Linked DNA regions of Mus musculus: all the other regions are linked to region 1. A link is a contact called in public ChIA-PET, HiCAR-type and promoter capture Hi-C data. All regions are on one chromosome and are shown on one strand. Each heading gives the region's core, a stretch centred on a gene start, on an enhancer-like site or on the middle of the called end of the contact. The rest is flanking DNA. Distances are from core to core; before and after follow the strand shown.

Region 1 (2,869 bases), core at 252-2,751:
TGTTGTACCTGGGGAATGAGACCAGAAGTCCTGTTTTCCTTGGGTTCTTTGTGTTGGAGACAATTATAAGGTAAGATGTCAGAACAGCGCCCCCCACCTTTGTTTGTTTGTTGGTTGGTTTGGGTTTTTTGTTTGTTTGTTTGTTTTTGAGACAGGTTTCTCTGAGTAGTCCTGGCTCTTCTGGGACTCACTCTGTAGACCACACTGTCCCAGAACTCAAGAGATCTGCCTGCCTCTCCTCCCTCCCTCCTTCTTGACGGTCTTCTCTATCCCTTGGTCTCACACATGAAACTATCTATGACTTTGAAAGGCTAAGATGTTGCCTGTTTTCTCCTAGTTGGTTATCAGAAGCAGAATACAGATCCCAAAGTCTCTTGTGAGCTCTTCAGAAAGATACGGGATCATTTGCCTTTTATAAGTATTTCCTACTAGGTTTGAAAGTAATGTTTATCTGGAAACTATTTAGAAGTTACTGGAATACTTAAAGGAGAAACAAAAAATTATTTCAGCCTGCCTCTGTGGCACACACACCTTTAGACCCAGCACTTGAGAAGCAGAAACAGGCAGTTCTCAGTGAGTTTGAGGCCAGCCTGGACAACATAATAAGACTCTGTCTCAAAAACAAACTGAAAACCTTAGTAGTAATATTGAGTAATATCGTTCCCTTTTCTCCTACGCATACATGCATACATATCATCCACAAAAATTTATTGTAAAGGTTGGTGTTTACATTTTCATTTAACATGGAGTAACATTTCCTCGCGCCATTAGTTTTTGTAAACCGATTTTTAATCACTAGTGCTCCTTCACATGAGTGAGCCACAGTTTATCTAAGCTTCTATGATTGCTTCTCTAGTTTCCAGCTTTTTCCAATGATAAATAAGCAAGGGAACATTTTGCGTAAATATTTAGCCTCATTATTTCCTGAAGACAGACAGGAGGAAATGCCGGGCAAATGCAATGCGTTTTGTGAAGCTGTCTGATAGGTGCTGTCACATTGTTTCCCAAAATGGTTCTACCTGGCCAGCACCCTCACCAAGGCTGTCAGCCGTGCCAGCCTAGCTACATTTCGAAAACACAGACGCTCGCTCGCACAGGTAGTTGTGTCCAGCTCGCTGCAGCGGGAGGGAGCCTCGAGGGGACGCCGGTCAGGAGACTCTGGCGACGAACCCAGCGGGACACAACGGGCCGGAGGGTCGGGGCTGGGGGAAGGAAGGAGGACGGGCGCCGGCGCGGCCACTCCGCGGAGGGAGGAGGGAGACTGTCGGTCGGCGGACCCGGCCTCCCCCGCTTTCGGCTCAGCTCCGCACGGGTGCGCGAGGTTGGCCGAGGCGAGAGCCTCCGCCCCTTTAACAGGGACCCTCCCCTTTAAGGCGGGCGCACGCGCGCACCCGGCCCCGCCCTTCGGGGGCGCGCGCGGCGGCGGCCGCACCGGCTCCCGGGAGCTCACGTGCCGGCGCGGAGCGAAGGAGCCGGGCGCGCGCGGGCGGGCGGGAGGAGGGAGGGAGGGAGGGAGAGAGGCGCCGGGGGCGCGCGCGCGCGCTGGGCGCTGCTGGGCTGCGGCGGCGGTTACTATGGCGGAGTCGGCCGGAGCCTCCTCCTTCTTCCCCCTTGTTGTCCTCCTGCTCGCCGGCAGCGGCGGGTCCGGGCCCCGGGGGATCCAGGGTGAGTCCGGGGCGGGGATGGGGGGGGGGGGCGCGGGATACAGACGGCCAGGCGAGGCCTCGCGCTCGCCGTGGGGCTCGGGCGCGCCCCCTCCCCAGCCGCGCAATATGGCCGGGCGGGGGGCGCGGAGGGCCGGGGTGGCGCTGGGTCAGCCTTGGGGACCCGCGCGCTCTTCCAGACGGAGCCCGACCGGGGCGCCCAGGGGGTCGCGCCTCCTGCACCCTCCGCTCCCACCCCAGGCTTCCTCGAGATGTGGAGGTCCCTGGCTCCTGCCCTTCAGCGCGTCCGTGCGAGGGGGGTTATTCCCTGCCAGCAGATGCTCCTGGGGGCGCCTTTTCTCCCGCCAAGATTGTGGGGTTCGACGATGGGGGGCTTGTTTCTCCGATGTGTTCTGTTGCCGAGAGCCTATGCGTACCCTAGGCTAGGAGGGTAGGGGTCTCTAAGCCTCCCTTCATCATGGGGTGCCCCTACCCTCTTTCCCCTGCCACCCTGATGGTCTAGGCACCGGAGTCACATTCCCCCTTCTTTCGCTCAGCTCCTTGGGTTCTGCAGGGCACCCCCCTCCCACCCACCTCGGATATCCATGCCTGTAGACGCTGTTTGGAGGAAATGGGGCGAGCAGGCCCCTAAACCTTTTTGGAGATTGGCCTCAGAGCCATTCCAACCCTGTGAAAACCTAGTTCCCCAGCTGTTAATCTGAATCTAGGTGTATGTGTGTTTGCATGCCTCCTCACCTCCCCCACCCCGCCCCAGGGGGCCCATTCAGTTAATCACTCCGAGGATGCTTTTCAGGTGAGATCCTGAAAACTGCTTCCAACCCCCCCACCCCCAATTATTTAAAGACCCCCACGGTTGGACCGTCTCCCTGGCCCTTGGTCAGTACTTTTGCCTTGACACACAGTCCCTCCTCCCGGCACCCACCCTCCACACACACCCCTTACCTTCCAGCCTTAAGGGCCTTGTGTGGCCAGGCCCACCCCCACCTTTCCCAGTACAGAGGTGGAGACGTTTCTGTGGGACACTACACCGGCTGTGTTGTTTATGAGGCTTGTGAGGCTGGGAAGAGCCGGTGAAACCCTAAAATATTTCATCTGGTAGTATTCTCAAATGTGCTTTGGCATTGGGGTTACAGAAGAAGGTTATATTTGGCAGTTGCATCGAAGTGATTATTGACCCACAGATGGATATGGTGAGACAATTAGGG
Region 2 (2,869 bases), core at 163-2,662, 960 kb after region 1:
AAAAACAAAAACAAAACAACAACAACAAAAAAAAAACCAGAGTAGAATAAGGTGGCAAGATATGGAAGCACAGGCCTTTAATGCCAACACTCCAGAGGTAGTGGCAGGTGGTTATCTATGACTAAGAGGCAGCCAGCCTGGTCTCAAAGCAAATTTCAGAAGACAGCAAGGTTTAGACAGAGAAACCCTGTCTAAAAAAACAAAAAGAACAGGGTAAAGCAAGAGTCTATCCACAGTCAGGACTTTTAAATTTTATTTCAAGGGTAATGAAAAACTTCTAGGGAATTGTAAACAAGAAACGGTATGAATTTTTTGTTTGTTTGTTTTTCTGAGACAGGGTTTCTCTGTGTACCTCTGGCTGTCCTGCAACTTACTAGCCTTGAACTCTGGCCTGCCTCTGCCTCCTGGGTGCTAGGATTAAAGTGTGTACCCCCACCCTGCCTGAAGCCCATGCTGTTCAATTCACTGAGCCTTCTCTTCTGCCAGAACCCCAGCCCTTTTTAGTCCGCAGAGGTAAACGGATTTCTGAATTCTTCAACAGCCTGCTCTACATAGTGTGTGCCAGGGTAGACAGGGCTACACAGTGAGGCCCTGTCTCAAACAAAAGAAAAAACAACTTAGCAGATCTTAACTCCAAGTTGTAACAGAATTCAGAGGGCCGCAGCCCCTAAAGCAGCAGCAGTACCGGAGAAAAACATGGGACTCTCTCGGTATTTAGACAACCAGCAAGGCCAGTAAATGAATGAATGAATAAAATCTTCCAGAGATCCAAAAGCGGGAAAACCATGAAGAAATATTTTCTTCCTGCCTCCCAAACACCTGGCACTGTGCCCTACACACAGTAGGTGCTTAGCAATCCTGGGCTAAGCTGAGTTCGATCCCAATGTGCACATTGGGGCTCTTCTGCAGGAGCTACAGACCAGCACATGCCCCACAAGAGCAGACACCTGCGGCGCAGCACTGGGATCCCCCAGGGCCCTGGGCCAGGACTCGAACCCAGGTAGATGCCGGAGCCCCAGATCTGAAGGCATCGGATCTTCGAGAACCTGACAGCCTCAGCACCAAGCAGCTGCCGCCGCACTGGGTCCGGGCACGGCCTCAGGACCGCGGGGTCTCTCAGGTGACACCCGGGACCACCCGGCCTTAACCTGTCAATGAGGCTACGCCCCGTCGTCACAGGCCCTGGCTGCAATGGGGAGGGTGCGCGGCGAGAGGAACGCCCGTGACCGGAGCCCCTGGCCCCGCCCTGAGGCCGCAGCCGTCGCCCAGGACCCCCGCCTCGAGATCTGCAGAGACCGAGGCCTCCGGGACCCCGCCCCCGATCCCCGCCTACCGGGGCCGCCGCGTCCTCCTCATCCATAGGCCTCTCAGCTCCGCGTTGTAGCTCTTCGGCCGCCGCCACCACACACATCCGGGTCCCCGCCCTTCCTCTGCTCCGTCAGGCCCGCCCCCACCGCTAAATCTGACCAATCCGCAGCGCTTCTTGAAGATGGGCGCCCTCAGCAGCCAATCGCAGGGCACAGGCGGTGCGGAGCGCGGCCCGGTGAGCTGGGTACCTAACACTCGGCGGCGTCTGAGGAACCCTGGTGTCGGGAGGGTGGGGGAGGCGACGTGGCTGCCCGGACGCCACCTCGGACGCCTGGAGCTCAGGGAGGCGGTCAAGGGGCGGCTCCCTTGGGGCGGAGTAGGTCCCTGTGCCCGTGCGCGAGCTTCGTGTTCCCAGAGCCAGAAGTGATGCTAAAAACCTCTCTGGAATGTCCTTTTGAGCCACTTAACGGCATGGGGGGGGGGATTTTTTTTTAATGTTATCTCCTATTTTACGCGTGAGAAGCCAGAGGCTGATCTCCACAGCGGCAGCACTCGGCTGGCACCACATGCTTTCTTCTCTCCGGAGCACCCCTTTGCACCACGTTCGTTCATTCCAGGACAGGCGTTCCAGAACAGGAGAGAACATATGCAAAAGGCACAGTGGGATGAAACCCGGGTGCTCTTTGGGCTTGGGCTTGGTAGGAAAAGTTAGCTCGGGTCAGAATGTACCGGAAAGGATACTAATCTTTATCATGCACCTCCTATAAAGGGTATGATTGTCCTTGGAAGGAATTGGGATTCTTGGACGACTTCAACGTTTTGCTCTTAAGACTGAATATTCTTTCCAGAAAGACTCATCCTGTGTCAGAAACATAAACGAACATATTTGTGTCTTTCCACATCTAAATTTATTGAGTATCAAATACATCAGCAAGCGATGTCAGCTTCATTGGCGGCAATTTGCCAATTAGACCTGATTTACATTGATAATGGGCCCTTACCAAACACATGAACTTTTACTTTAATATTAATTACTAACTCTTGGGTCACAGATTACATATCCTGTGTGTACTTATGTAGGTTAACAACATGGCTAGAAAAGGGTTAAAGAAGCCACAGCATAATTCAAGAGTTCAGAGGCCTTACTAGAGACAAGAGCTGATAGAGTGCAAAGTCACTGCAGCCAGAGAACAAACCTAGCTGGGGAGCTGCTGAAGGTTCCAGCCTGGGATGCAGCCATAGCTGCAGGTCACAGGGCTGAACACCTTCAGAGGCAAAATGTGAGACTGGGTATGGATGAATACGTGGGCAACCCGTAATGCGAGTAGGTTCCATCAGCTGTGGACCCCAGTTGGGCTGAAGCCCCAGAAACAGTCAGCATTTCTCTGTTGTCCTTTGAGGCACACACAAGGTAGTTGGTAGGGACCACTGTCCCCAGAGTGTTAGACACCTTCCTCATGGGGTCCAACTGAGGGTGTTTCTTGGTCTGATTATGTTTAATACATTCTTTTTGTTGTTGTTGTTTTCAAGACAGGGTTTCTCTGTGTAGCACTGGCTGTCC
Region 3 (2,869 bases), core at 263-2,762, 810 kb after region 1:
GCTGGTTGTCAATCAAGCAACACAGTGTAGCAGCCCCACTGCAGGCCTTAGGCTGGATCCCACTTCAGTAGCATCACACTCCGGATGAAGCTCTGTGCCCTATGCAGTGCTTCTCTCTGTGCAAGTAACAAATGTCTCTCTCATATGTTTGCCTTTGTTCTCTGATTCAATATGAGCATGTCTGTATGTGCCTGCCTATACCTGTCTGTACCTGTGCACATACAACCTCTACAAAAGCTTGCCTCTGGTCCCAAAGGCACGTGGTACTCAAGCACACGTACACACGTGCTCACACACACACATGCGTACACACACGCACACGTACACACGCACATGCGTACTTGCAAACGCACATGCGCACTCACACGTACACACACATATGTGCACACACACGCACATATACACGCACGCACGCTCACGTGCACGTGCACATACAAGTTCACTCCCTGCCAAGCTTCCCTGGATGGGAAGGCTGTAGCTCCAGAGGGCAAAGGAGATGCTTCCATTTAGACAGCAGGTGTTCAAGACCACCTCTCTCCTGCCAAGCACCCCTCCCCTCACACAGGTCCTGTCCTAGCTCCGTGTGAGTTAAGGGATGAGAGCCTTGTGGTAGATACAGGAAATGCAGGCACAGCCTCCAGGGCCATAAGACTTACAGAGAGGGTCATCTCTGAACTAAGAGACCAAGTGCCCACCGAATGGACAGGCAAGGCATTGGAAGTGTATTTGGGGTCAGGCATACACAGCCGCAAAGAGCAGATAGTGCGTGGTTCCTTCGAGGATCCTGACAGGAGCCCGGCTGCTTTTGGCAGCAGAGAGAAAGGAATGGCTGCATACGTGGTCTCCAGTCACGTGAGGCAGGCCCTTACGCTAGTGGCTTCCTGTGTGTTCCTACTCAGTAAAACGGAGTCACACACACTAAACTGGGAAGCAAAACATTTAAGGTCCACTCTGGCATGACCCCAACTGTCCTCTCTGAGACCCCAGGACTACAGGGAGCTGGACCTGTGATCTGGGGACTCACATAGGCCAACTAAGCCCTAGTAACTCAGGTGTGCCCTTCTGATGCCGCCATGCTTGTGCCCCCTGGAGCCTGGTCTACCTCCTTCTCCATCCGCCAGCCTTAGGAGGCATGGACCTCCAGCCTCAGCCTCCGAAGGCTCTAAAAATGTTGCTTGGCTCCAGGAGCTAGGTGCTGCCTCCTGCTGGACAGATGGGGAACAGCTAGCAAGTGAGGCAATGTGGCTACAAGCCCTTGGTGCCTCTCCTCTGGTATTTAAACCCGCAGTGCACACTTTCCTTCACAAACAAGGCTGCCCAGGACATCTCACATCTCTTGGCATTCAGCTCCACCTCCCACCCACACTACAACAATGCAAGGTGTGGGACTCCCGTGGATAGAGACTAAAATCCACACAAATGTCACTCACCACGTCACGTCCTACCCAAAACAATAGGAGCTTCCCCTGATTAGCACAAAACATGCCTCTGTAGCCAATGATAGGCTGTGACCAGGACCCGCCCCGATCTCGCTCATGGAATGGGAGCTGCACGTGGCTGGCAAGCTTGGCTCTGGGTTTCAGAGCAGTTTCCTCCGTGCTCCTCTGCTGCCCTCTAGTGGAAAGATGGTGTACTTCCGGTGTACTCAAAAAAACGTCCCTCCATCGCACAGCCTTTCAGGATCTAGACACCCTGAGCAGCAGACTGGGAGGAAACGTTGAAAATCCAAGAGCTTGGAAGATAGGTCACATCCTGGGAGCCATCGGTTTGACAGAAGACAGGTCTGGCCATTGGATTCTCTCATACAGATGTCAACCTGTGCAGAAGGCTCTCTAATGAAGTATTTAAGAACCCCAAAACGTGCATTCCTAGAACAAAACTGATTTTCTCTGGAATTAAGAAAGGAGAAATAGGGCTGGAGAGATGGCTCCGCGGTTAAGAGCACTGACTGATCTTCCAGGGGTCAGGAGTTCAGTTCCCAGCAACCACATGGTGGCTCACGGCCATCTGTAATGGGATCTGATGCCCTCTTCTGGTGTGTCTGAAGACAGTGACACCTTTAACTTTCTGAAAGGCATTTTAGTGCAGTTTATGTATAACGCTAAACAAAGACCACCGAGGTTTTTTTTTTTTTAATAGCTAGCCCAGGCTCCCTCTGCTGCATTTCTGTGTCCTGAATCCTCACCCACCCACCCCACTCCAAGCACTGTGCCCCAAGACCAGCAGTGATTCTCAAAAAAAGAGAGGAGCCAGGTTTTGCCGTGTGTTCCTGTTCAGGGTCCTGTAGAGCTGTCACCGAGGCAAGCTTGTCCCTCTGGCCTCTGTGTCCCTGCTTAGAGTCAATTTCCAGAAACAGTTTCTAGTGACCCATTCGAGGATGGCCAAGATGGAGTCCTTAAATATTTGGACTAGTGGCTAGCATTTTAAAATCAGGTTTCAGGCTGGAGAGATGCTCGGAGTTGAGGGCACTGGCTGCCCTTCCAGAAGACCCGAGTTCAATTCCCAGCCCCCACATGGCAGCTCACAACTGTCTGTCCAGCTTCAGCAGATCCAACACCTCACATAGACAGGCAGGCAAAACACCAATTTACATAAAATAAAAATAAATAATTTTTAAATAAATAAATATAGAAATCTGGTTTCATATAAAATTTCAGGTCTCTACTGCAAAGTTGAAACTTGTGGCCACTCTGGAACCAGATTCCTTGGCAGAAACCAGGAAAGACCACAAAAAACGAGGGCTGTGGCTGCCCACTCTCCTTAGCATTGAAAGATGCTGGTGGACACTGGCCAGACAGAAGAATAAGCCATAAATGAGAGCCACCAGTAGAACTTTGTGAGAGACTCACTGTGTATCTCTGGCTGTCCT
Region 4 (2,869 bases), core at 172-2,671, 770 kb after region 1:
TTATGCCTCATATACCAGTGCAATCCTGAGCAAGTCTCAGGACCACTTTATGCCTTAGTTTTCATAGTGTAAAAATGGGCAAAGCCTCGCCTACCCAGGCTCTTCATGGAACCCTAAGGGTGACACACGAGAAAGGAGGTAGGGCCCTTCTGTGTTAAAAGTTCAAATCATGGAGTTATGCCTCAGCCTGATCTCGCAGCCTAGGCGCAGAGCCAAGGTACACAGTGCTGAAGGAATGGAGCAAGAAATGAGAGAGGTGGTAGCAGAGTGATCCCAGTCACCCTGTAGGTGAGACGGGGATCCAGAACACTCCCAGAGTGTTCAAACTGTAGGGTGGCCACCCTCCTCGTGGTAGCCGGAAGGGGGAACCAGGCAAGGGAGGGCAAAGGGCTTCCTCTTGCCCTCCAGGTTCTCAATGTGCCTGACCCCGAGGCTTCTTCAGCTGGAGAGGACAGACAGAATTCCAAGGCTTCAACCTTGGATGGTTTGTGGAATTCCTGAGCCGTGCACTGTTGCCCACAGCTATAAAATGACTCAAGTCATCAAAGGCCAACTCCCTGACAGGAACACTGAGGACCACACATCTTTTAATAATGGGGTAAGGCTAATGCTTAGCGGTATAGGAAAGGCTCCAACACAGGTGGGCTGGGCCTCTCATTCACAGAAGGAACCCCGGCCAGCAGGTTTTAGCCCCAACCTCCGACAGGCAGAAACCACCGTCTCTGTTCATCACCCCACCCTGCACATCTAGAGCACATGGTAAAAACTGCCTTTGCCCAGACCACCCCCCATTAGAGGTTCAGCTTCCACCCCACTCCACCTCACCCCGGTTTTGCCCACCCACCTTATCAATAAAGGAGGCAAACTTGTTGTTGAGGGTCTTGATCTGCTCGCGCTCCTGGGTGCGCACCCGCTGAATCTCGGGGTCTATCTCCACATTGAGAGGCGTCAGCAGGCTCTGGTTGACAGTGACTTCCTGGATGCCCCCGGGAGGACAGACTGGCCCAAATGTCTGCCTGCTAGCCCCTAGGCCCACATAGGCCCCACTGCCAAAGCCTCCTAGTGCCCGGCCAGAGGAGGCCCCACAAGCCATGCTGACGGAGATATTCTTGCCTCCCAAGTTGTAGAGGCTCCGGCTGCCAAAGCCCCCGGAGCTGGACCCAGAGCGGACCCCACCGCCACCGCCGCTCCCCCTGGACATAGTCACTGAGCTGTAGCTGGTTCGCATCCGACTCCCACCACCTCCGCTGGCTGAGTTAGAGCTGAAGCCTCCTTTAGTGGAGAAAGTCTGCCTGGACAAAGAGGACCGCATGATTGTCAGCGAGAAAGCAGCTGAGAGCAGGAGGGAATCAGCCGGAGTGAGCTACTGAGCCACCAAACACCTTTTTATCTTTTCCCAGCTGGGCTGGCCCTGGGTTCCATGCACTCCAGCTGTGATTACCACAGGTGAGAGGGAGGGGCCGGGGGGGGGGGGAATCTCCTCTCCCCCAGGATGTGGGAGGGCCTCGCCCAGCCATCACTGAGACTGAAGTGCTGCTCCTGAGCAGAGACTACTTGAGATGGGAAGCACCCCACCCCCACTCCCCCCACTCCCACCCCACCCCACCCCGTAAGCCCTCCTCACTTGGAACAGGATGATAGGGCTCCTACAGCTACCCTCACCACCCAGTGGCTGGCTTGGTCTCCTCCTACGCAGCCCTGATGGCCTGCTGTCAATGGGGCTCTGTTTTGTGGGGTTTGTCCCAGGGCCTTGTGGTAAGCCAAGGCCCCAGGGCCCAGTGCTGTGCAGGTGGCAAGGGAAGGTGCATTGGGCAACGGGTTGTAGAGAGGGTGCCCAGGCCTGCTCCAGTCCCACCCTCCCAGCCCACAGCCTCCTGTCTCTTGGCAGGTCCAGCGTGGGGGGCACAGGTGACAGTGCAGGGGTGGAGCAGCTACTCTTCTGTCTACACTGGCAGGTGTCTGCTGGGTGGGAACCCTGTGTGGGGTAAAGAGGATCCAAGGAAGAAAGGAGGGTCCCTGCCCAGCCATAGGCCTGGCTGAGCACACAATGTGGGCTGGATGGCTTTGACTCTAACTAGACATAGCAGAGCACACCTATATCCCAGCACCCTAGGGGTGAAGGTGGGAGGGTCAAAAGTTCAAGGTCACCCAGCCTCAAAACCAAAAAAAATGAATAAATAAAAGGACAAAGAAAGAAAAGGAATGCCCTGTCACCACAGGCAGGGTGTCAAAGCTTAGGAACCCAACTGCTTTTCCTGGGGCTGGAACTGTGGCCACCCCTAAGCTCTTCCTTGGTGGACCTTTCCCAGTGGGGCCCAGACATTTTGGAATACTGAAAATGCACATGTATCCAAGAAGCCCCAAGTGTCTCATGCTGTACCCCCATAACCTTCTCCTTTCCTGACCACAAGGACTCCACCTGCTCAATTCAGAAGAACAGGACACTCCTGATCACTTCACACCGGCCTCCACTCTCTTCCCAGTCAGGCTTCTAGAACCAAGCACAGCCCAAGCAGAGCTGGAGAGACTTCAGGTACAGGATCACAGATAGTGGGAGAAGACCTTGAGACTGCTCCCCACACCCCCTCGCCTCTCCATCATTCAGCAAGCAGAGGGCAAAGGGGCAGAGACTGGGTTGAGGCAAAGATGGAGCAGTGTTGGCTCTGCCAGGCTAAAGCTCGGATCCCAAAAGAGATGCAGAAGACCCCGGTGAGGATGGTGGCTTCTAGGCTCCAAAGGAAGCTGGGAATCTTTCCCTGGGGCCACTGGGATATTCAAGAGGCTCCTGTTCACTTGAAGCATTGAACCCAGCTCCTAGCAGTCGCAAAGAGCCACAGAAGTAGCCCCTTAATGCCACCAAGACTCCTTG
Region 5 (2,869 bases), core at 267-2,766, 710 kb before region 1:
CCTGTCACTTCATCTCCTTGCATCTTTACTATGGAAAGCCGTGGGCATTCTCACTTTAAAAGCCTCGAATCAGTGAATAGATTCCCAGTGTCTATAAGGCCTCTCAATTGTTCTGACTCCGACAACTAGAGTTTCAGTTCTTCTCCAGGTCAACTCATCTGTGTGCGTACACATTGTTCCAGCCCGAACCCAGCCGGCTCAGCATTGGCCACCACCTCTGCAGCTGTATATTTCCTGTTTGTTTTTTTTTTTCCATTTTTTATTAGGTATTTCGCTCATTTACATTTGCAATGCTATACCAAAAGTCCCCCATAGCCACCCACCCCCTCTCCCCTACCCACCCACTCCCCTTTTATGGCCCTGGCGTTCCCCTGTACTGGGGCATATAAAGTTTGCGTGTCCAATGGGCCTCTCTTTCCAGTGATGGCCGACTAGGCCATCTTTTGATGCATATGCAGCTAGAGTCAAGAGCTCCGGTCCTGTTTGTTTTTAAATGTTTATCTTTGTGCATGTATGTGAGCATTCGTGTGTGGTTCGTCCGAGTGGATGTATAATGAATGCCACACGTCAGTCAGAAGACAACCTGAGATGTCTGTCCTGTCTGCCACTTTGGGAAAGGGTCTTTTCTCAGTCTCTTTTCCCTGCAGGGCGTTCCAGACAAGCTGGCCTCCGAGATTCTGGACATTTTCCTATTTCTACCTCTCACCTTCCCCACTGCAGTGCTGGGATTATAAATGTACGCACTGTGGGCTGGACAGAGAGAGACAGACAGAGACTGAGCTTGTGTGCACACACACTCGTTACCTGTATGTCAGTGGAAGGGGAATGGAAGAAGAAATACTCAGCAGCTATGTGAGGAAATGAATCCGTAGAATCCGTATCACATTTTTTCTTTTTGTAGTTTGTGTACATGTTTGCGCATGCCTGGTGTTGGATATGCACATATCTTTTTTTTTTTTTTTTGGACAGGGTCCCCTCTAACCCTGTAACTTGCTAACTTGGCTAGACTGGCTGGCTAGCAAGTGCCAGGGCTCCTCCTGCCTGGGTCTCAGCTCTAAAGAAGCTCCGGGTTCCCCTGCACAGAGGCCAGGACGTGGGTGTGTTGGGGGTGGGGTGGGGAGGCGGTCATAGGCACAGACCACCGTGCCCAGCTTTTGGCGTTAGAGTCAGGGATTGAACTCAGGTCCTTAAGCTTACTCAGCACTTTACCCAGGACGACCTCCCCCCCCCCGCCCCCCCCCCCACACCCTGGACTACACAAAATGCCCTCCCTTTAGTTTGTTCTCCCAGGCAGTGCCTTTCCATTTCTGTTAGAAAACCGTCTGTGACTGCGCTCGTGTCTCCTGGGAGTTCTATTAGCGAGCCGGAGACACCGTAGTTGAGGGACTTAGAAGCTACCTGAGAACCGAGAGAACCCATCTTTTGGTCATTTTCTATCCTACCTACCTACCTCCTCTTGCAGAGAACAGCTTTGCAACTGTTCAAACCACCAGCCCTCCAAACACGGAGATGTTCTACAGACGTGGGAGCTTTTGCAAACATGCAAACATTTCATCCTTCGATCTTCACAGAATTCTGCAACACAGGTACAACCCACATGAAGTTCACCGAAGTGACCTGTCCAAGGTCCCCCACACTAAACCTGACTGCAGACGCATGGCTTCAGCGTGCTTCACGTCCGTTAAAATGCCTATGGACACAAGAGGGCCGTCGACTCTCGCGGACAGCTGGACGCCTAGAAACCCTTCCGAGTTTCAAGTAGTCATTTCTCCAAAAAATATCCACCGCGCACCTACTCCGTGACAAGGGCGCGTGAGGACCAGAAAGCGAGGGTTGGAAAGGGGTTCTACACCTGCCGCCAGATTGATGGAGGGCGGAGCCCTGCCGGCCGCCGCCACTAGAGGGCGCAGCGCCACCCCGCGCCGCCGCCATCGGGGCCACGACCCCGGGCTCCCACAGAGGTCAAGGGCAGCGCCCGCGGCCCCGAGCCCCCAGGGACCGACGAGGGCACTGGGTTCCTCAAGGAGACGCCGTCCTCGGCTCACGATAGCGACCTCAGGCTGGGCCGGCGCTCGCTCCCTCGGGGAGGCTCGCTTCCGGTCCTGCGCGCGGAAGCGTCGCCGCGTCCAATCCGGGTCCCCGCCCGGGCTCGCCCGGGGGGCGCGGGGCGGCTCGCAGCCGCCTGTCGGCGTGGAGGGGCGGCGCGTGCGTGCTGCGGGGCGCACTCTGACCCGGAGACGACCTCTCTCCGCGCTCCCTCCCCTGCTGTGAAGATGGCGCTGTCCAGGGTGTGCTGGGCTCGGGCTGCTCTGTGGGGTTCGACTGTCGCCCCTGGACCCTTTGTCACCCGGAGGCTGCAGCTGGGCCGCTCTGGCCCTGCGTGGCGAGCCCCTCGGTGAGGGCCCTGGAGAAAGAAGAGCATTTTTGATGTAGAAGCCCTTCCAGCGGCTCAGCCTCCGCCTCTCGGGATCCCCTGCCTTGGGCCCTGGGTTTTGCTTTTCCATGCAGGATTCCCACCGAACGCCCGTCCCTGTCCCTCTCCGTACTCCGTGTCCACCCGATTGTCCCCGCACATCCTGAGCTCATCTTTCAGCTTCCCCTTCCCATCTCTCCATGGCTTCAGCTTGCATTCTCCTGGCCCCGCAGGCTTTGCGCACGCTCCACGCTCACACCTTTCTGCATGATCTGCCCCTCTCATACCAACCCTAACCCTGAGCTTGGGTTTTCAGAAGAGTTCTGGCAATCGCTCTCAGAAACCGTATGTTTACCGAGGGGTCCTACGTACCGAATGGCTTCTACTCCTTCGCAGATAGTCTCTTTGGTCTTCGTTGTAGGTCTTCAAAGCTTCACCTTTCTCCGAAGGCGGACG
Region 6 (2,869 bases), core at 239-2,738, 680 kb before region 1:
CAGGGGACAATCTTTCCACCCAACTCAAACCCAATATTCTGCCAAAGGTCAAGGAACCTCTTATAGGACTGTGAAGACTACCAGACACTCTGGGGCAGCGAGGCTCCTGTTATACCGCAACACTGTAACACTTGAGTACGATGCCCTACCTTGTTCCCCCTTTCTAAGATACTGTGGGTGATTCGCAAATACTATCTTATGGCTCTACGTGTCCTTGCGATCCCCAAGATCGTGGAAGTGGGAAGACACTCGGTGTAAACCTCCTCCTTAAGCTAGGTATTTAAAGAAGGCCCCTTCCCTCCTCTACTCCCCAGGTTGTCCCCGTTTAGGTTAGAATTCGGCTTCCTACATTAAAGCCACATCCTAGAAGACACAGAGCTTTGTGAGAGACCTGGAACATGATGCCGCATTAACTCTCCTCGGAAGGATATCGCCATTTATAACTCTCCCACACACCAACACCCTGGTTTTGGATATCTGTAAAATTTAAAGCCACCAAAGAAAAGGAGAATGTGAATCGGCTGGGGTTCTAACCACGAAAACTGGAGGACACGGGGAACAGTGTCATCTCTTGGGGATAACTTCTAACCTTTCATACTGAAGAATGGTTTCTGTGTCACACTGTCACTCTCAACCCTTCTAAAAGGGTGAATCAAGACCATAGCACTCAAAGGATGGATGGCAGGCGGCTGCGTGTTTAGGCCTGCGAAAAGGATCAAGCTAGCACCCGGGACAAGTGATGCTCTCATTTTTGCACACAACGCCAGAAAAAATGGGAGACATCGGGAATCAGAGCAGAAGGGACATGCCAAGTCACCAGTTCCCCTCAGCACCGCTGAAGAACCCTTCCGCTCTCAACCCATGGATTCCCGCTAACCTTCCCGCTCATTTCCATCTTCTGCAGTCCCCACAGCCTTCCACATCCTCCTGCCTGCTACTCACAAATTCCCAACCACTCCTCCCACATTTTCCTCCAGGCCCCCTCCCCTTCCTTCACTTCCCTCCATCCTACATCACTGCCCACTCCATTCCGAACTCAGCCGTCAGCCGCAATCCAGCCGGCTTCCAAGCCGCCCATCCATCCCTCGAGCTAGCCTGCAGCCCGACCCGCGTCCCCGGCGCCCCTAGCTCTCACGCCTCTTCCCAGAGGCGCCTCGGCTCCCCGCCCCCCGCCTCCTTAGTCCGCACAGCTCGGCGCCGGAGCGCTGCTCCACGGCTGCCCGAGAACTGCTGCCAGGCAAGGACGAGGCGGACCCCTCCTCCCCGCACCCCAGGCCCATTACCGGCCCCGCCGCAGCCGCTTCTCCCGTCACGGTCTCCGCCGCCCCCGCTGCCTACTCAGCCCGTGTGCAAGGAGGGGAGACCGAGGCGTGCCGGCTCCCAGGCCCGTCGCGTGGCTCTCGGGGCTGCAGGGTGTGTGGGCCGGCCGGCAGGCGGCGGGGGTCGGGCGGCTCTGCACTCTGGCTCCCCGGGCAGCGAAGACCAGAACCGTCCCGGCTCCGGCTAACAATAGGCTCCGGCTGCAGCGCTCTGCCTCTTATAGGCGCCGGCGCGTCGCGGCCGAGGCCCGGGGCAGCCTGGGAAATGGAGTCTACACTTGGCCCACACCCAAGGCATGCCGGGAGTTGGAGGCGGCCAGTGCCCAAAAGCCCTCGCCCACCCTGGAACATTCGCGGCGGACCCCGGAGAGCGCCTGTAGGGCAGTTGCCCGCCTTGAAGCGGGAGGCTGCGGATCCTCGGCTACACTTCCTCGCACCAGAACCTCACCCCATGCCTGGGGAACGTGATTCTCACGGGGTTGTCCCATATGACTTGCTGCAGCTGGCCTAATTTATAAGAGAAATTATGAGCAATGACCTATCTATTTATATGATGGATCGATTTCAACATTTTTCCCACCCCAAACGGGGTCTCTCTACATGGCTCTGGCTGCCCTGGAACTCACACTATTCCAGGCTGGCCTCGAACTGAAGAGATCCACCTGCCTCTGCGTCCTGAATGCTGGATAACGGCGTGCGCCACTATACGGGCTGATTTCTTCACATTCTTAAATTTTTCTTTTCTTTTCTTTTTTTAATTATTGTCTCTGATAATCACAGTTTTGCAGTTCATCTTTAAAGTGGGCAAAATATGGACCAAAAAGTTATAGCTCTGGCTGTCCTGGAACTCACTTTGTAGACAAGGCTGGCCTCAAACTCAGAAATCTGCCTGCCTCTGCCTCCCAAGTGCTGGGATTAAAGGCGTGTGCCACCACGCCCGGCTTACCTTTACAATCTTATGCCAACCAGCCATACGTTGGTTCAGTTAGTAACTATTCAGGTCTTCATATTAGAGAGGTAATACATTACACACACACACACATACACACACACACACACACACACACACACACACACCGTTTGGTTTTGAACAGGGTCTTTTTAGCTCAAGATGGTTTTGAATTTGTTTATTTGAGACAGGGTTTCTCTGTGGCGTTGGCTGTCCTGGAACTCCCTCTGTAGACCAGGCTGGCCTTGAACCCCAAGATCTGCCTGCCTCCCATTTTAAAAGCCTGCTTTAGCTTCTTAAGTACTGGAATGAGAGCCATGATTTGAAATAACTGCTTCTTTTGGTCTCTTTATTTCCTTGGCATCACTACCACTTGTATTTGTTGTTTTTTAGTCTTCTGTCTTGACTGGATTCCATGGAACTTGAATTGAAGAGTTGTTTATTTATTGTATTCTCAATACCAGGTTTTTAAAATCTGGTTATTTGACATTTAGGAGCACAGTGAGTATTTATTGGCTAGGTGGATGCACGACAGGATTAAACTTTATGTAGGGTGTGTGTGTGTGTGTGTGTGTGTGTGTGTGTGCTATTCAAATCTTTT
Region 7 (2,869 bases), core at 162-2,661, 620 kb before region 1:
GCTCCTAATCCCCCTCTTGCTGAGTGCTGGGTGCTGGTATTTCAGTTGTGCACTAGTACTCTCGTCTTTCTTTTGTCTTTTTGTTGTTGTTGTTGGGGTTTTTTTTGTTGTTGTTGTTTTTTCAAGACAGGGTTTCTCTGTGTAGTCCTGGCTGTCCTGGAACTCACTCTGTAGACCAGGCTGGCCTCGAACTCAGAAATCCGCCTGCCTCTGCCTCCCGAGTGCTGGGATCAAAGGCGTGCGCCTCTTTGTCACTTTTTAGACATTCTCAGCTCAAGTTTCCAAAGACAGGAACCCTGGAAGAAAACCTTAAAACAAGTCTGTTGTAAGAGACAGCTGTCTGTGGACTTCTTGTCCAAGGTATCCCATCTCTTCCCAACAAGTCGTCAACCTTGAACCTCAGTTCCCAGCTGCCGGACTTCTTTAGATATCCCTCAACTGCCCCTTCTTCACGTGAATCCAGACATACCCAAGCATACAGTCAGTGTCCAAGTCTCCTACACCATCTGGATGCAAGGGCCCTACAGAGTTGACTCTAGAGTCTTTCCTGTCCTCCCATACCACTACTACTCAAACCAGAGGATGGGGGAGGTAGGGAGGTGTAAGGGGGGGGGTAATCTGCCCACCAAGCTGCAGGCTGTTCTCTTAAACTGTACAGCCGCCCTCCCACCTTTCAAGATCCTGCCTTTGTTATTAAGAAGGTAAGGTCTGGGAGGCATCTCACTCACCTCATACTATAAGCACCAGCACCCAGTTCCTGGCCAATGCCGGACAGGCTAGCATCAAAGTCCTGCACAAGCCCCGACTCGATCACTTCGTCGGCTAGCGGCAGCTTCAGAGCCCAGGCCATCCCGGCTCCTTCCTTGCCCCAACAGGCGCCGGCTCCTGTACAAAGGCGCGGAGCGTAACTCTACCCGGCAGACAGCACAGTGGAAGTCAGCTACAAACCCAGCTCCTCGCGCAGCGCCCCAAGCCTGACCTACGGGCTGCACCCTGGCTACTCCTCGGGAGCCCCGGTGACAGGAATCCCTCCCGTTCGGCTCTCGGGATCGTGAGGCACCAGGTCCCGCCGGAGCTCAGCCGGACTCGGGCTCTCTGAAGCCCACCGGTCGGTCGCTCGGCGTCCTCCGCTCAGCCTCAAAGCGGAGACGCGCAGGACACCGGGCGCTCCGAGCGTCCCCTCCGCCCCCCTAGGTGGAAAGCTCCTCCCTCCGGGCATCCGCACTTTCCCTCAGGCCTCGCTTCCGGTCAACCAGATAACTTCCGGTCACCGATTCTTCTCCCCGCCCCCCCACTCCGCTCTCAGCACAAACCCAGGGTTCCTCCGAGCCGTCCCCACACCCTCCTTAGCCACCACGACCGCCTGGAAGCGTGGACAGCGAAAGTTCGGCGCAGACTCGAAGCGCAAACCCGCCCCCAGCGCCAACCAATCAGGACGTCCGCTACGGCCATGGCGCAACGTCACCATCCATCTACCAATGAAGAAGAGACTGGTTCTGTCTTCGCAGCGGTGATAGGCTATCGACGCGAAGGCTTCCGCCCCCGGAGTAGTGGGCGGGCTCAGTGCTTAGGCGTGAACCCGGGTCGCAGGCTCTCGGTCCTGACAGTAGAGCAGAACTGCGGTTCTATCTTTCCGCTTCCCGCTCCCATTCCCGGAGGGACTTTCGTTCCCGTGTGTCCAGTCCTAAACTCTCCCCATTTGCCTTCCCTTATCTTCACCCTTCTCCCTAAGGCATTCGCGCAGGAAACAGGGAAAACTATTGGGGTTTTTGTTGATGTTCAGACGGGGTCTTTAGGTAACTTTAGCTGACCCAGAACTGAGAGATCCACACCCCCAGCCTGAGTGCTAGGATCAAAAGCGTGCACACTACACCTTGCTTGTTGTTTTGTTTCTGTTTGGTTGGTTCTTTGATGTTTTGTTTTTGTTTGTTTTAGGCAATGATGAATGAGTGTTGGGGAAAAATCTGCAGAGCAAAGTCAGAGCTGGCATCTTTATTTATAGTATGATAACTTAAGAGTATTCTCCAAGAGATTGAATTTACTAAACTGTAAATCAAGAACAACCATAGCCAGGCATAGTGGTTCATGCCTTTGATCCCAGCACTCCAGAGACAGAGGCAGGCAGATCTGATTTCCAGGTGAGCCAGGGCTAGATAATGAAGACCCTGGAGCAGGAGGTGAAATCATACCTCCTCCACCTTGCTCCTGAGGATTAATTACGGCCATTTTTAAAATTAAGCACGGGCAAAATACCTGTATGCTATGAACAGTATTGCAGAAGTCCTCAAGACAGGGTTGTAATCCCTTCCTAAAAGGGCATTGTGTGTTCCTAAAAACCTAGCACTCAGTAGGCTGAGGCAGAAGGATCTCCACAAGTTCAAGAACAGTCTAGACTACATAGCAATTTCCATAACAGCCAGGTCTACCTAGCATCTCTAGTCATTGTTTGCTCGTTTGTTGAGACAGGGTTCTTTTTGTCGCCTGGGCTGTCTTGGAACTCTGTATACCACTAGGGTCCTTAGGTCACCAGACTGGCCTTGAAGTCAAAAGATCTGCCTGCCTCTGCCTCCCATCTTAAAAAAAAAAAAATTCTAAAGGTAAATGTCACTTATTTTACCAAACAGAAAGGTAAGGCTAGAACTAAATTGTCATGATAAACATGCCTCTGCCGGCCAAAGACATCCCCTGTCTGTGGAAGTGTGCTTCGTTCTGTATGCCAACACAATATCCTTATAGTCTGCTTTGACTTAGATTTGTATATAACTACTTCTCCCACTGAGTTTCTACCTCAGGAGAGATAGGGAAATGACTTGGTATGGTGGCTTACATCTTTAATCCCTGAATCTAGGAGGCAGACACAGGAGAATCT

What was found. Promoter capture Hi-C pulls out the DNA fragments that hold promoters and counts their contacts. ChIA-PET counts read pairs in DNA pulled down with a chosen protein or histone mark. HiCAR-type assays count read pairs that join an accessible place to other places.
Region 2: a HiCAR-type map of astrocytes shows a contact between it and region 1, with 3 times the contacts expected there. The contact joins the promoter of Spryd3 here to the promoter of Acvr1b in region 1. A contact is called at or near these places in 2 of 115 datasets of contacts at active chromatin or transcription factors (astrocytes and bone marrow-derived macrophages) and 1 of 9 other capture datasets (liver).
Region 3: a promoter capture Hi-C map of pre-B cells shows a contact between it and region 1, with 5 times the contacts expected there. The contact joins the enhancer-like site here to the promoter of Acvr1b in region 1. A contact is called at or near these places in 14 of 39 promoter capture datasets (the 3T3-L1 cell line, 3T3-L1-derived adipocytes, the C10 cell line and 9 more) and 6 of 115 datasets of contacts at active chromatin or transcription factors (the NIH/3T3 cell line, astrocytes, bone marrow-derived macrophages and 3 more).
Region 4: a contact with region 1 is called in a promoter capture Hi-C map of hippocampal neurons, with 4 times the contacts expected there. The contact joins the promoter of Krt79 here to the promoter of Acvr1b in region 1. A contact is called at or near these places in 5 of 39 promoter capture datasets (the 3T3-L1 cell line, 3T3-L1-derived adipocytes, hippocampal neurons and 2 more) and 1 of 115 datasets of contacts at active chromatin or transcription factors (pancreatic cancer cells).
Region 5: a contact with region 1 is called in a promoter capture Hi-C map of pre-B cells, with 2.7 times the contacts expected there. The contact joins the promoter of 5330439K02Rik here to the promoter of Acvr1b in region 1. A contact is called at or near these places in 6 of 39 promoter capture datasets (the 3T3-L1 cell line, 3T3-L1-derived adipocytes, hippocampal neurons and 2 more), 1 of 115 datasets of contacts at active chromatin or transcription factors (embryonic stem cells) and 1 of 9 other capture datasets (adipose tissue).
Region 6: a contact with region 1 is called in a promoter capture Hi-C map of the C10 cell line, with 3 times the contacts expected there. The contact joins the promoter of Csrnp2 here to the promoter of Acvr1b in region 1. A contact is called at or near these places in 6 of 39 promoter capture datasets (the 3T3-L1 cell line, the C10 cell line, hippocampal neurons and 1 more).
Region 7: an RNA polymerase II ChIA-PET map of memory CD8 T cells shows a contact between it and region 1, with 10 read pairs. The contact joins the promoter of Tfcp2 here to the promoter of Acvr1b in region 1. A contact is called at or near these places in 2 of 39 promoter capture datasets (the 3T3-L1 cell line and hippocampal neurons) and 2 of 115 datasets of contacts at active chromatin or transcription factors (memory CD8 T cells and microglia).

What each region holds. Positions count from the first base shown.
Region 1 is chr15:101,172,571-101,175,439 of GRCm38.p6, forward strand. Acvr1b (activin A receptor, type 1B) reads left to right here and starts at 1,502. Exons shown (of 9, transcript NM_007395.4): 1 at 1,502-1,665. The coding sequence starts at 1,575.
Region 2 is chr15:102,134,803-102,137,671 of GRCm38.p6, forward strand. Spryd3 (SPRY domain containing 3) reads right to left here and starts at 1,413. Exons shown (of 11, transcript NM_001033277.3): 1 at 1,334-1,413. The coding sequence starts at 1,356.
Region 3 is chr15:101,982,904-101,985,772 of GRCm38.p6, forward strand. It overlaps a transcript of Krt78 not described here. Among named protein-coding and RNA genes, the nearest start is that of Krt8, 20 kb to the right of the region's middle. Within about 2 kb of position 1,513, at least 318 of the 459 cell types and tissues checked have an H3K27ac peak or open chromatin away from gene starts, as enhancers often do. A contact at or near this core is called in 3T3-L1-derived adipocytes, the HPC-7 cell line, the NIH/3T3 cell line and 8 more, where this site is marked.
Region 4 is chr15:101,938,903-101,941,771 of GRCm38.p6, forward strand. Krt79 (keratin 79) reads right to left here and starts at 1,422. Exons shown (of 9, transcript NM_146063.1): 1 at 845-1,422. The coding sequence starts at 1,312.
Region 5 is chr15:100,466,851-100,469,719 of GRCm38.p6, forward strand. 5330439K02Rik (a long non-coding RNA gene) reads right to left here and starts at 1,517. Exons shown (of 3, transcript XR_001781773.2): 1 at 1,451-1,517. It overlaps Letmd1 (LETM1 domain containing 1), which reads left to right and starts at 2,161. Exons shown (of 9, transcript NM_134093.3): 1 at 2,161-2,395; 2 at 2,835-2,869. The coding sequence starts at 2,274.
Region 6 is chr15:100,493,751-100,496,619 of GRCm38.p6, forward strand. It overlaps Csrnp2 (cysteine-serine-rich nuclear protein 2), which reads right to left and starts at 1,489. Exons shown (of 5, transcript NM_153407.2): 1 at 1,284-1,489.
Region 7 is chr15:100,550,597-100,553,465 of GRCm38.p6, forward strand. It overlaps Tfcp2 (transcription factor CP2), which reads right to left and starts at 1,412. Exons shown (of 16, transcript NM_033476.3): 1 at 1,314-1,412; 2 at 729-885. The coding sequence starts at 850.